Linked DNA regions of Mus musculus: all the other regions are linked to region 4. A link is a contact called in public HiChIP or PLAC-seq data. All regions are on one chromosome and are shown on one strand. The core of a region is the stretch at or near the end of the contact, and the rest is flanking DNA. Distances in the headings are between cores, read along the strand shown. Region 1 has its middle 67 kb from the start of Gm30158. Region 2 has its middle 11 kb from the start of Kcnj2. Region 3 has its middle 220 kb from the start of Gm30158. Region 4 overlaps Map2k6 (mitogen-activated protein kinase kinase 6). Region 5 has its middle 140 kb from the start of Kcnj2.

What was found. HiChIP or PLAC-seq counts read pairs in DNA pulled down with a chosen protein or histone mark.
Region 1: a contact with region 4 is called in an H3K4me3 HiChIP or PLAC-seq map of bone marrow-derived macrophages, with 5 times the contacts expected there. The contact joins two enhancer-like sites. A contact is called at or near these places in 1 of 484 Hi-C or Micro-C datasets (bone marrow-derived macrophages), 1 of 115 datasets of contacts at active chromatin or transcription factors (bone marrow-derived macrophages) and 1 of 9 other capture datasets (macrophages).
Region 2: a contact with region 4 is called in an H3K4me3 HiChIP or PLAC-seq map of bone marrow-derived macrophages, with 6 times the contacts expected there. The contact joins two enhancer-like sites. A contact is called at or near these places in 2 of 39 promoter capture datasets (hippocampal neurons and liver), 2 of 115 datasets of contacts at active chromatin or transcription factors (bone marrow-derived macrophages and stem cell-derived neural progenitor cells) and 2 of 9 other capture datasets (liver and macrophages).
Region 3: a contact with region 4 is called in an H3K4me3 HiChIP or PLAC-seq map of bone marrow-derived macrophages, with 5 times the contacts expected there. The contact joins two enhancer-like sites. A contact is called at or near these places in 1 of 115 datasets of contacts at active chromatin or transcription factors (bone marrow-derived macrophages) and 1 of 9 other capture datasets (macrophages).
Region 5: an H3K4me3 HiChIP or PLAC-seq map of bone marrow-derived macrophages shows a contact between it and region 4, with 4 times the contacts expected there. The contact joins two enhancer-like sites. A contact is called at or near these places in 1 of 115 datasets of contacts at active chromatin or transcription factors (bone marrow-derived macrophages) and 1 of 9 other capture datasets (macrophages).

The regions. Positions count from the first base shown.
Region 1 is chr11:111,443,675-111,446,374 of GRCm38.p6, reverse strand. No RefSeq gene overlaps it. Among named protein-coding and RNA genes, the nearest start is that of Gm30158, 67 kb to the left of the region's middle. Within about 2 kb of position 1,379, at least 11 of the 459 cell types and tissues checked have an H3K27ac peak or open chromatin away from gene starts, as enhancers often do. A contact at or near this core is called in bone marrow-derived macrophages, where this site is marked.
Region 2 is chr11:111,054,032-111,056,731 of GRCm38.p6, reverse strand. No RefSeq gene overlaps it. Among named protein-coding and RNA genes, the nearest start is that of Kcnj2, 11 kb to the left of the region's middle. Within about 2 kb of position 1,366, at least 32 of the 459 cell types and tissues checked have an H3K27ac peak or open chromatin away from gene starts, as enhancers often do. A contact at or near this core is called in bone marrow-derived macrophages, where this site is marked.
Region 3 is chr11:111,289,471-111,292,170 of GRCm38.p6, reverse strand. No RefSeq gene overlaps it. Among named protein-coding and RNA genes, the nearest start is that of Gm30158, 220 kb to the left of the region's middle. Within about 2 kb of position 1,355, at least 27 of the 459 cell types and tissues checked have an H3K27ac peak or open chromatin away from gene starts, as enhancers often do. A contact at or near this core is called in bone marrow-derived macrophages, where this site is marked.
Region 4 is chr11:110,462,654-110,465,353 of GRCm38.p6, reverse strand. The region is part of intron 1 of Map2k6 (mitogen-activated protein kinase kinase 6); the gene reads right to left. Among named protein-coding and RNA genes, the nearest start is that of Gm39446, 13 kb to the left of the region's middle. Within about 2 kb of position 1,288, at least 41 of the 459 cell types and tissues checked have an H3K27ac peak or open chromatin away from gene starts, as enhancers often do. A contact at or near this core is called in bone marrow-derived macrophages, where this site is marked.
Region 5 is chr11:111,209,383-111,212,082 of GRCm38.p6, reverse strand. No RefSeq gene overlaps it. Among named protein-coding and RNA genes, the nearest start is that of Kcnj2, 140 kb to the right of the region's middle. Within about 2 kb of position 1,317, at least 5 of the 459 cell types and tissues checked have an H3K27ac peak or open chromatin away from gene starts, as enhancers often do. A contact at or near this core is called in bone marrow-derived macrophages, where this site is marked.

The DNA.
Region 1 (2,700 bases), core at 130-2,629, 980 kb before region 4:
ACTACTGTATAACCACCCCTTTGCAGTCTTTGCATGGTTCAGACATTCTCTCCAAAATTCCCCTTCAAGTCACAGCAAGCTTTTCAAGCAAAATACTGAGAGAGAATGTAACACTGCGCAGTCCTCTTCAGTCAAGCCAGAATGTCTGGGATCTCTGAATATTATGTTTACAAAAGCAGCGTGGGCAACTTCCTGGCCCTGGTGGAGAAAACTTGCAGACAGTTGACTTCCCAGAAGTCTGCAAACGGACAAAATGCTTTTATTTCTTATTCAAAGGCTGTAGCTTTTAATTAAAGGTTACACCAACTGGGACCCCAGTATTTGAGTATTTGTTATGCTGTGATTTCTCCATCCAGTGCGTTGCTTAACTTTTTAATGTAATAACCACCAGAGGGCGAAAGAGATCACATTTCAAAGGACTTAAAGGCCTGTTTCAGCCAGTAACCCAATCAATGATGGTAAATAGTCCCACTGGATGGAAAACCCAAGGCTGAGCACACAGCCTGTCTGCATCAGCTTCCATGCTAAACACAGCATGTTAAACGTGTTTAAGGCAGATTTATGTATAAAATCTAAGCAATCAATTTCAGCAAACTAATTCCCAAAGTACAAAATATTCAATAAGGTCTCCCCTGGCCATACTGCTTTAGATGCGACATCTAAGTGGAGAGATGTTACATACCTACATACGCAAGCATATTCTTTTGCTTTGCATGGGCCAGACTTCCACACCTTATCTTTATTAACAACACCTTCTTTCATTCTGAAATCACCTGGATACCCCATCTATATTCACAGATTATCTATGCTTTAGGTACACAGAGAGGACTCTGAAGGAACTATACTCAATATTTTCCTTTAGTTATCTTTCATTGGACAGCCTGATTCATAGCTAGACATACCCTACATAGCCACATCACTAGACATCACAGAGACTTCTCAATATGCTCAGTACCATCCTACCCCACCCACACACCTAATTCTAGTGACCTAACACATTCAACCATGGAAAGGCATTAAGTTGTACCTTGTCCTTGACAAAGAAGAATAAGATATAAGTCTTTGGAGGAGAAGGGTTCAGAGGTAGAAATTATCAAGGAAGTGATTTCACCGCCCTAGGCAAGGCAGGCTTTTCTTCTACCTTTGGCATAAAACTAAAGAGAAAAATTTCTTCCTTCAAAGGGGCATTTTAACAACTGAAGTGTTCCAGGAAGCCAGGATCCCATTGTTAGGGTAAGCTTTCCAATGACACGTCTGTTTAGGTAATGTCCAGGCTGCATTTTCATCCTCTGGAGATATCAGAATTGGAGTAAGTATTTTTAGCACTTGAGAGAGGAAGGAGAACGTGTTTGGGTCTGAGTTTGGTTTCACCATTTAGTTCGGAGTTGCATAACCAAGGAAAATTGCTCAACATCTTTAATCCTCCGGTTTCTGGGGGCTAGAGAAGTGGCTCAGTGCTTTTAAAACATTTGCTGATCTTGCAAGGGACCTGAGTTCAGTTCCTAGCACCTTCATTGAAAGGCTTACAAATGCCTTAAAAGTTCTCCTGAACATCTTCCTTCCAAGTCTATCACATACACTATCACTTTGGTTTCTAAGGGAAACATCAACTCTTCAGTTGTTAAAATTTCTCATCCAGTGTGAATAAACAACAAAAACCAACAGCGAGTAGGTAAATAGATAGCTGCCTTTGTCCAAGAACACATAGACAGACACAGACATACGAGCAAACACACAGACAGACAGACAGACATGCGCACAGACACACAGACACACTTTACAGTATACAGTGGCTATATTCGAGTGACTTGATTTTTGTCTGGTTTCCATTTAACTCCTGAGGGGGGAAAATGTCAACTCCACAGATGTCTTCAGACAGAAGATTTTAGAGCCCAGAGGACTGTGAAGTTTCACCTTATCATATATAGCACCTGGACCTACAGAGATTTTGCAAGAGACATTACTGTAATCCAGAAAGATCAAAGGCAAATGAGTCATTTGGACAGTCCAGTTTCAGATGGAGACTTCAGAATAACATTCAAAGATAAGCCATACAAATTTAAACCCCTGGGGATTGTTTATTTATTTGTGTGTTATTGTTATTTATTTGTGTGTGGGGAGGGGCACACATGTACATGGTGGCACGCATTCATGTAAAAGCTAGAGGTCAAGGTCAGATGTCTCTGTCACTCTTCACATTATGTTATGAGGCAAGACCTCTTGCTGAACTTGACCAGCTTGGCTGTCCAGTGAGCCCCTGAGGTTGTCCTGGCTCTGCCTGCCCATCAGTGAGGTTACATACAACACTTGTTGTTTCTCCTGGCTTTTCACATGGAGCTGGATATTCAAACTCAGCTCCCCATTCTTACACGCCAAGTACTACCCTGACACAGTGCCTCACACCAGTCATTTTTTCAAAAAGGAAAATAAAAGTTAATTTTCATTGTTTCTTCTTCTTTAACATGCATCCTTTACATCCTTGTCTGTAGGTGGATGGTAACCATCCACAAGATTTAGGCTCTTTTAAATCCCAGAATGTTTGCTTATGCTCCATGCTTAGATTGTACATTGGATGACAAAACTGTTTCCTTCTGTTGGATATGTTTCAAGAACTGGACAGAGCAATTTTGCTTACTTTCAGTTAGCTAGGACTAATTACAGCCCTGTATCCAACTAGGAGGAAACTATTCTTTGTCTTTA
Region 2 (2,700 bases), core at 117-2,616, 590 kb before region 4:
TTCTGTGTAAGCTGCATCCTTTAAAACAGACATTACAACTATACATAATAAAAGAGGTAGGCCCAATTATCACCTGCAGCACTGGTAGCAGCAGTGTAAATGTAAGAGTATGGTATGATTTTAAAATTTCAAATAACAGCATTGCCTATTTTATAAGTACTTTGATATTTTAATAGACTTATGAAGATCAAATCCAGAAATTTCTTCTCTTGTACTCCTGCTCGAGCTGAAGTGTCTCCATTTAAAGTGTTCATAACATTTAAATGAGTCCCACACATAAGCAAGTGTTTCAGAAATTGTTTCTGAGGTTAGCAGTGAACTCTAAATCCCTAACAGACTTACATTCTATCACCAGCACTCCAGCTCCTGATTGTATTTTATCAGCAACGATCTCTTCGGAAGCGTTCATTTGTACAGCCGTCTATTCTTTCATGTGGTTTGCATAACTGAGTCACCACGTTTTCGCAAAGCAAGAACTGACACTATAAATAATGCCTTTTTCTGCAGTCTGTTGGCCATTTCCCTGCCAGCTCGCTGAAATACACGAAGAAGCATAGTGGCTGTTAAGGCACCTTGGCCAATAGAACTCCAATTAGGAGAACTGGTTTTCGAATTTGCTGAGATTAAACGTTGTTTATGTGTTAACACATGCAGTCAGCCGTGCTTCCAAATCGCTTCCTGAGAAATGATGGATTTCCGACTTGGGAAAATGTCAAACCCCAAAGCTATTGCTCTTTTTGAACATTATTTTTATGTAAAAACAAGATCCCTTTTTAATATACATTAACGAAGGGATATACTAGATACATTAGAGAGAGAGAGAGAGAGAGAGAGAGAGAGAGAGAGAGAGAGAGAGAGAGAGATGCAAAACTCCACTAAGGAAAGGGAACAACCAAGCTTTGATTTGCAATGTTATGTTGTGACAAAAAAAAAAGGTCAGCTCAAAGATTCTCCATTTGAGAAATGTCCTTCCTCGAATCTGATTTCAAGATGCTTTTAAGCCCAGTTACATTTCACAATCTGCATCTTTAAAAGTCGCCTACTAACCCAGTGCACCCTGCACACACAGTTCTTCTACATTGAAAGTGTGAAGAATTCTAAATATATACTGACACCTCCTTCAGAAATTTTTGGAAGGCTGAATCACCTACCAAGGCTAAATGATTTCAGCCTTCCAGTAACACACAAGCCAAGGACAGGCAGCTCAGGCAGCCCCCATAGAGAAGAACACAATCACAATATTCTTTCTATTTCTTTCTAGGAGTGATCAGAACATCGGCCTGGCCACAATGTCAGTTAGCACCCTGGGCTTGAGCTTAGTCATCAATGCTGTATCCCCATAGTTGCGAAATCCAGGCAACATGATGGAGATTTCTAAAAGTCTCCTTAAACCTGGTCTCAGAATGAGTCACTGGTCCTCCCTCACTGGTGTGCACACAGAAATTCATTTACTGCTTGCAGTATTCTACTTTCTTCCCTTTTATGTCTGTCACTCACCTCCACTCCTGTCCCCTCTCCGTGGCCACTGCGCTATTCTACGACTCAAATAAAATAAAACCCCAAATGTAGCAGAGATCCAGGTAAGGCTGCCTGTGCTCTACTGTGACTACACTTTTGCATCTCTGTAAATGAAGCTCAATGGTTCCATGATTCAAGCTTCATCCAAAACTGTCACATGTCGGTGGAACATGCCAGAAAAGCACCAGGCACATCTGACACTCTAAGCACAGCCAGACTCACAGGATGAAACAATTCAGCCTGGGCAGAAAATAGATTGGTTTGGGAATGTTTTGTCATAATGGAAAACAACTCTGAATGAGTTGACTTGTAGGTAAGACATGGAGAAAGGAGAGAGGAGAAGGAGGAGAGGAGGAAGATAGAAGAAGGAAGGTGGGGAAGAGGAGGTTGGGGAGGAGTGGAAGAGAAGAGGAGACCAGAGCAACAAGGAAGGGGAACAGAATAAAGAAGAGCAGGATAGACTAAAGAAAGACCACTCCTTGTACTTTCTTTCTCCTGGGTACTGACATCCTTCCAGATCTCCCTCTGAAAACAATTTGATCTGGAGTCTATTTCTAGTAGTTAAGACCTGAAGCTCTCTCCTGCAAAAACCTTTATCCATGACTTCATTAAATACTCCTTCAAGAACATTTTTTTCCTCACAAGAGAGTTTAAGAGAGCATATGAATCCATGTTTGATGAAAGTTTCATAATTTCCTTTCTGAAATACCAGGGCATTTATCTCTCTTACGTAATTTCCAGGGAACCAGTTGCAAGACCTGACTTCTATTCTGTTGGGCTACCGAGAGAGGCCTTACCGTCAAACAGTCACCCTTGGTGAGAACATACCCAAGGGCTGATATATGACTGCAGAGGAACTTAACAATTCCTGGAAGGAAAAGGGTTAAGAGCCAGTAAAAACAGCATGGATTTACACATGACCTAGTGTGAATATACTTTCTCTTCCTTGCAAGCAACAACAACGACAGCCCTCATAACTAATGCTTCTCGTATCAAAACCCTTGTCCCTGCAGGACACATTTTCAGCCTGTGCAGATGATCTCAGCAGCACTCCAATTCAGACAGATCTGCCAGTGAGTTTTCTTTCAAAGGCGTCTAGAAGGTCTATTACATCATGGAAAAATAACCTCCAGGGTTGAGCTGCAAGAAGCCGCCTTCTGTGGCTTGTTTGCTGGTGGTTTG
Region 3 (2,700 bases), core at 106-2,605, 830 kb before region 4:
GGAGTCAGTAGAGAACAGTGAGTGCTCAAATGTGCTTGTATTCCTTTCTGTTCTTCCTTTATTGCAAGCCAACTCACTAGTCAGTCTATAAAGTCAGGAAGATATATGTAAGACCAGCTGATAGTCACATAAGCTCAGCTGAATACAGCAGGAGCAATTAACCTAATGTTTCCTTACAGATTCTCTTCACGCTGTAAAAGGCCCATTAGTAACTTTTTTTCTGATACCACTTATATTCAATCAGGTATAAAGCCATTTCATTGGCCCTTAGTTTTAGTTCCCATCCTTCAAATGCCTTCAAGCTTTTACGTTATCAGATATATAAAAATTTAAAACACCTTTGACCCTTGACTCTTGTGTTCTTCATGCAATATCTGTATTTCACTATGGAGGGAAGATAGTCCTTTGTGTGTTGTTTTGTGTGTGTGTGTTTGTGTGTGTGTGTGTTTGTGTGTTGTGTTGGTTTTGTCACCTGCCCTCAGTTGCTTCTCTGTTCTTTTGATACTAGCTTCATTTTAGTTTTCAACCCATGCAATAGATGGAATGAGCTTTGTTTTCTGCTAATCGTGAATTTATACTAGGAAAAAAAAATAACAAGACCTTCTTTAAAAAGATATTACATGTCATTATCTTCATGGATTGACCAAACAATAGACTTATTACTCAAGCTATCTGTGAAGATGAATAACTGGGAACTACTAAGGAGAGGAGAGTATCTTTCTTGTTTGGTTGTGTAAAACATAGGAAGAAATTCTAGCATGGATGTGATATATTTTCTGCTGTCTGATGGAAATAGTCTGAATGAAGACAATGCAGAACATATCTGTGTTTAAAATACACAATGTGATGGTTTGTGTATGTTTAGCCCAGGGAGTAGCACTATTTGGAGGTGTGGCCTTGTTCAAATAGGTGTGGCCTTAATGGAGGAGGTATGTCAATGTGGGTGTGGGCTATAAGAACCTCACCCTAGCTGTCTGGAAATCAGTCTTCCACTAGCAGCCTTCAGATGGAGATGTAGAACTCTCGGCTCTGCTTGCACCATGCCTTTGCCATGTTCTCATCTTCATGATAATGGACTGAACCTCTGAACCTGTAAGCCAGCCCCAATTAAATGTTGTCCTTTGTAAGACTTGCCTTGGTCATGGTGTCTGTTCACAGCAGTAGAAACCTAACAAAGACACATACCTATAGTTCTTTTCCTAGGTTGGGAATCCATGAGAATCGCCCTCCCATGTTAACATGTCTTTCTGTTGTCTTTCTCCAGGTCCTGTTCAGGCAGCATTAGGGAGACTTCATGGGGATTGCTTCCCTGACCTTTGTAAGAGTCACAATCTCACAACTGACTTCCTGTTCCTCCAAGATTTATATTTTTATCCACTTCCTCTTCCAAAATAACTACAAGCAGCTAAGGACTGTTGAGAGTGGGAGAAATAGTCTGACACAAGAAAAAGCACCTAATTGGTTACTCAATACCAAGTGGGTGGTCAGTTGTGAAATCATATACAAACAAGTAACATGACATGACTAAGCAGGTTATATTTATATGTTCAGGAATATATATATCTCATATATTTAGGAGTATATTTATTCTATATATAATAAAAAGGCCATGAAGATGAGAAAGATCTGATAAATATGAGATGAAAATCAAATATTGTAAGAATTGGAGGGATGAAAGGAAAAGGGAAATGATATAATTATGTTTTAATTTTACAATTAAAAAAAATAAGAGAACTGTCTGGTGAGCCAGAGAGATCCAGCCACCACTGAAGCTCCATCATTACTGAGAGACTGAACCATAAGCAATGGCAAGGACCATCTTAAGATTGCATATACATAATATGAAGTTTTCCATGACAATAACCCCTTTGGAGAACTTGAGATTTACCTACTTCCTTTCTGTGCTAACAAATAACAACCTTACCCGACCCCCAATTCTGGAGATCAAACCAAGCTCCTTTCAAATGCTAGGCAAACACTCCACTACTGAATTGCCTCTCCACTTTTCTTCTCTGCAGCCACCATGCTTATCATTAGCAAGTGACCTTCAGTTACTGAAGCTCTCTCAATTCGAATCACTTCTGTGGAGATAAACGTGCCCTTCACGTTTGTTCTCTCCACAAGTACAGGTATTATATAATTCTTTATGGATAAAACAATACAACGCAACCCTATAATACAAATTGTATACTTAAGACTCAGGGATCATCACAAAAGAGAGAGTGGGGTGATTATAAGAACCAGAGAACCAGGACATCTATTATGAGACAGTGTCTTAAAAAATACATACAGGAAGTGAAGGAAGTGAAGGGGTTTAGGAGTGGAAATAGGAGAAGAATTGGGGCAGAGTAAGGAATGAAAACATCAAAATACATAGTTTTTCAAATTTCCAAAGATATATACATATATACACATATACATACACATACACACACACACACACACACACACACACACACACATATATATAATTTTACAATTTAAAAAATTAATAAGAAAACTGTCTGATGAACCAGAGAGATCCAGCCATCACTGAAGCAACATCATTACTTAGAGACTGAACTGATATTTCTTTTTGACTTAAGCCACAAGCAATGGCAAGGATATATATATATATATATATATATATATATATATATATATATTATAATTTATTTCATAGGTTGTCTCAAAAAGTTCCCTTGGGATCAAGTATCAACT
Region 4 (2,700 bases), core at 39-2,538:
GAGGGGTGCGAGGGGAGGAGACAGAGACAGAGACAGAGACAGGAAGGAAGGAAGGAAGGAAGGAAGGAAGGAAGGAAGGAAGGAACGAATGAACGAACGAACGAACGAAGGAACGAAGGAACGAAGGAAGGAAGGAACTGAAGCCAATACCACCCCAGGGGTTGAGACTCTGAGAAGAGTCCCTGTTCTTCACATGTGCCAAGGGGCAAACAGGTAAGGTAAGAGAAGAGCCTTAGAGGCAGCCATGGATAGTAGGTGTCAGGCCCACGGGGCTTCACAAGCTGGAAATAAAAGCAAATGGACATGAAAGAGCTAAGGAGAGAGATGTATAATCCCAGAAGGACACTCACTCACTAAGTCCTTTAATAAAAAGCCCCCAGATAGCTAAACTATTATATATATATGTATATATATGACATATTATATATATAATATGATATATATTTTTAATATATTTTTAGCAGTGAGCGGGGTTGTGAAATATAAAATGACATATAGTGCTCTGATGCCTTACCCACAGATATCTCTCCTAAAACGTTTGGATTAATTTATAGAATGTTCAGGTGATGTTCCCAGAGGCTTCTGGGAGGACACATGGAGTAGCCAACTTCCCTCGTGGCCTAAATGGACTACAAGGGTGAATAAGCCCTTGAGATTGAAAGACTGAATTCCAGGTCTCTTCTCTGCAAAATGTGCCCACACTTCCCTGCAAACTGCCCCCACCCCGGGCCTATAATTTACACTCTCCTCATGCAGTCACGGGGTGGGGGAAGGGGAAGTTAGAGAGATGAAATCAGTGGTTAAGAACACTTGCTCCTAGTGGCCCCCAACCATCAATAATTCCACTTTCAGGGGTTTCCAGCTACTGGCGCTCTTTTGGAATGTTGTAGAATCTTGGGAAATGGGGACTATTTGGGTGAGGTAGCAACACACGGGTGGCATCTGGGATTTTAGACTAGCCCCACTACTGACTCAAGCTCTCTGCTGATTTGTCTATGCAGATCCAGAGTCCTAGTGCCAGACCTTCCCTACCAGGAACCTGTGAGCTAGAGCAAATCTTTCCCTTCCTTGAACAGTGAAAAATATAATACAGACACCACACACACACACACACACACACACACACACACACAAGGAATAACCAAGAGGCAGTTAGATGGAAGCCCTCTTCCCCAAACACACTTGTCTTGCTTTCATTTCGATTGCTATGATAAAATACCCTGACAACAAAGAACTCTGAGGAGACCGGGTGGTGCTGCTTCCCATTTCCGCGTCAAAGTCTATCACCATGGGGAAGCCACAGCAGGAGAAGCATGAGACAGCCGATCATATCGATCATATCGTGTTCACAGTTAGGGGCAGAGAGACATGAATGCATGCATGCTTAGAGCTCAGCCAGCTTTCTCGACTCTCACACGGCCCAGAGGGACACTACCAAGGACTGCTGCTGCCTCCTTTCAGTCAGTCTTCCTGGACCTATTAAGGCACTCAAGACAATCCCCCAAACACACTCATAGGCCCATCTCATCTAAAGCCTTCCCAAGGAATTCTACCTCAAGCTGGCCAGTAGCACCAACCAACCACGACACCTAACTTTAGTCTGGGCTGCATTCCTTTGGTCCAGGCTGCATCTACAACCTGTAATGTCCTGGAATATCTTAGTTTTTTTCCTCTGCAACACACATACACACACACACACACACACACACACACGCACACACGCACAGAGACAGACAGACAGGGAGGCAGAGACAGAGAGGCAGAGGTAGACTTACAGAGAGACAGAGAGAGACAGAGACAGAGACAGACACACAGACTGACAGACTGACTGACTGACTTCTAGCATTTTAGCATTATCATATTCTCACAAACTGCCCGCCATCCCTTATCTCCTCTGCTCTCCCTCCCTCTTACAAGACTACAGAGTTATCTGTGTATTCATTTGCTACTGTGCACAAGCTGGGGATTAGTCAGTACCCTTAATACATGGCCCAACGCAAGGCCTGTGCAGATACGCCCTGTGCTAACCTCTCGGTTGCATAATGAGTTGTTATTCCCACTGTGCAGATGAGACACTGAACTTTAGAATGAGCAAGTAAATAAGCTACAATATTCCAATGAGATCAGAAGGGAGCCAGGCGTGCCTGGGTCCTGACCCGCACTTCCCTCACTGGGCTATGTGAAGTGTAGCATGGGCCTGGATATAGTCTGGGCAGCTTTCCTGATGTCTATCTGTTTGCCTGCTCATTTAGAACCCCAGGGAGCCGTCCAGTCAAGTAGAGGTATTGATCAGCTTCCATAAGAGTGCGACTCAAGTCCTCACCTCTGGCTACAGCAAGTACCACCTCTGTCTCTAGATCCCTGTTCTACAAGGTCCCCGACCCCTGAAAACAACAGCAGGACCTGCTACATGCATGTCTTGACTGCTGACGTGTGCAGGGGCCCCTGCAATCAATGAAAAATAAGAGACAGGACCGATGAACAGTCCGGCTAGTCTTTGGGGGGGGGGATATTTGGGGGGCTGAGGTTTTTTATTTAGATTTTATTTATTTATTCTTTTTATATGAGTACACTGTAGCTGTCTTCAGACACACCAGAAGAGGGCATCAGATCCCATTACAGATGGTTGTGAGCCACCATGTGGTTGCTGGGAATTGAACTCAGGACCTCTGGAAGAGCAGTCAGTGCTTTTAACCCACT
Region 5 (2,700 bases), core at 68-2,567, 750 kb before region 4:
CATTCGAAAGCCCCCGAGTCCTTCTTACTTGTCCTCTAGTGCTGTGGCAGTCTTTGAAGATTCACATGATTCTAATTAGTTCCATTCACATGACACTTACTGCTTTTAATTTATTTTTAAAAAAGGATGGTTGGTTTAAAAATAGTAGGTGCCAGGCTGTGGGACTTGTTCCGTGATTAGAGCACTTGCCACAGAAGTATAAGGAACTGAATTAGGATCTCCATGTAGGCAGCCAGTCCGTAATCCTAGCACTTAGGAGGCAGAGCCAAGGGATTACCAAAACAAGCTGGCTATTTGGGGTCAAGTGAGAGACTCTGCCTTAATGAATAGAGTGAGGTGAGGCTGAAGATGACACAGACATCTGCTCAGGATCTTCACCCATGAACATAGGTGCATGTGCACCTGCACATACATGTGAACACACCTAGTGTCCGGTGCCACAGAATTAAGCTGCTGCTATTTGATCACTGTGAGGATAGTGTCTAAGACCTGAAGGCAAAAGAGACAGTTTCTTCTTGGACAAGGTAGCCCCTCCTTTCTCTGCTTGTTTAAAGAACAGATAGAGTGTAGGTTAGCTCATAAAATTGGCAGGATACATTTTCAGGAGATGAAAAAAGACCCAAGCCAATCTTGGAGGGATCAACGGGTAATAAGGTGTAGGATTATGTCCCATAGAGTCAGATTATAGGTGGTGAGCTTCACACAGAAAGTTGATCCTTTGGGACCATTTGTCCCATCTTTGAACCTACTTCCTACAAAAATGAAAAGAAAGAAAAGGGGGGAGGGAGGGAGGGAGGGAGGGAGGGAGGGAGGGAGGGAGGGAGAGAGAGGAAGAAGAAGAAGAAGAAGAAGAAGAAGAAGAAGAAGAAGAAGAAGAAGAAGAAGAAGAAGAAGAAGAAGAAGAGAAGGAGGAGGAGGAAGAGGAGGAGGAGAAGAGGAGGAGGAGAAGAGGAGGAGGAGGAGAAGAGGAGGAGAGGAGGAGGAGGAGAGGAGGAGGAGGAGGAGGAGGAGAGGAGAGAAAAGAAAAGAAAGGAAAGGAAAAGAAAAGAAAAGAAAAGAAAAGAAAAGAAAAGAAAAGAAAGAGTTACACAGTTTGCAAATAATTTCAGATCTCTATCAAATCCCTGAGGCTGAGGCTGAGTCCTTGGATTCAGATTTGTAATGACACCCAGAAAGACACATGAAAGGCAATGGGCAGACAAAGTGCTGGCAGGATAGAAGGATGCTGGAACACAAAGAGGAAGCACCAGTGTGGAAGCCAGCCTTGCCATAGTCTGCTGTGGATCCCATGGTATGCTCCAAATTCTCTTGAGCTGATATGGCAAAGGCAAGGCTGGCTTCCACACTGGTGCTTCCTCTTTGTGTTCCAGCATCATTTATTCACAAAGAGGCAGCAGTTTTTTCTTCCCCTTTCTCATCCTAAGCACAGTCAACTGAGAGAGATTCTGGGATAGAGTTAGCATGCTGACACTAACCATTCAGCTTTCATTTCTTGGTTTATCCCTGGTTGCAGGGAGGGGAGGGTGTTATCAGACTCTCCAACTCTCCACTCCTTGGGTTCTGTACTTATTCTGTCCTGAAATTGCATGTCCACTTTATCTGTTCAGTTGATTTTCAGCTCTCATGTTGTCATGTGATGGTTTGATCTTAACAAGGATAGGTGTCTCTTCAAACACTGAGCATCTGAATTTGCTCACAGATCAAAGTGTGTGTTTGTGTGTGTGTGTGTGTGTGTGTGTGAGAGAGAGAGAGAGAGAGAGAGACAGACAGACAGACAGACAGACAGACAGACAGACAAACAGACAGAGAGACAGAGATTCCATTCAGTCTTTGGTTTCCTGGGTGTAGTGTTTGACCCAGGGAGTGGCACTATTTGGAGGTGTGGCCTTGGAGTAAGTGTGTCACTGTGGCTGTGAGCTTTAAGACCCTCTTCCTCGCTGCCTGGAAGACAGTATTTTCCTAGCAGTCTCCGGATGAAGGTTTAGAACTCTCAGTTCCCCCTACGATGCTCCCACCTCGATGATAATGGACTGAACTTCTGAAACTGTAAGCTGGTCCCAGTTGAATGTTGTCCTTATGGAAGTTGTCTTGGCCATGGTGTCTATTCACAGCAGTGTCAAACCCTAACTAAGACACTGGGTTTTATGGCAAGCATATTTGTCCAAAATTGATTCTGTTCCCAAGAAGCCCCATTTTAACACTTTCACAATCTTCCCAAAGCAGTTTCTCAACCCTCAAATAATCCTTGACAACCAACTTTATAACCAACATTCTTAAAAGTCACTTAGTATTTTATAAAATCAATATTCTTAAGCCATTATTTAAACATTTGCAGCCCCACCCCCACCCCGTTTGTCTGTTTAACTGGTCCATATTTCTGAACTTAGTTTCTGATAAACCTGTGGAATAAATATTCTGATTAATTCCACAGTACCTGGCAAAGTATCTGTACTTTTTAATATATAAAGATTACTTCATGGCTTAGCAAATCTGCTTCAATAACAAATATCAATGTTGTTCTCATCTTGCTGAAACCGAGAGCGGATGTGTTAGTTTTGATGATGTTTTGCTGATCTTCTTGGTTATTTTAATGTAATTTTCTCATTTTCAAACATGGTCCCTGGTTTTTTTTTACAAGTGTCTTCCTCTGAGCTTGGCTAGTTCTGAGGGATTCCCTTACATCCTACGGAGTTGTTCCAG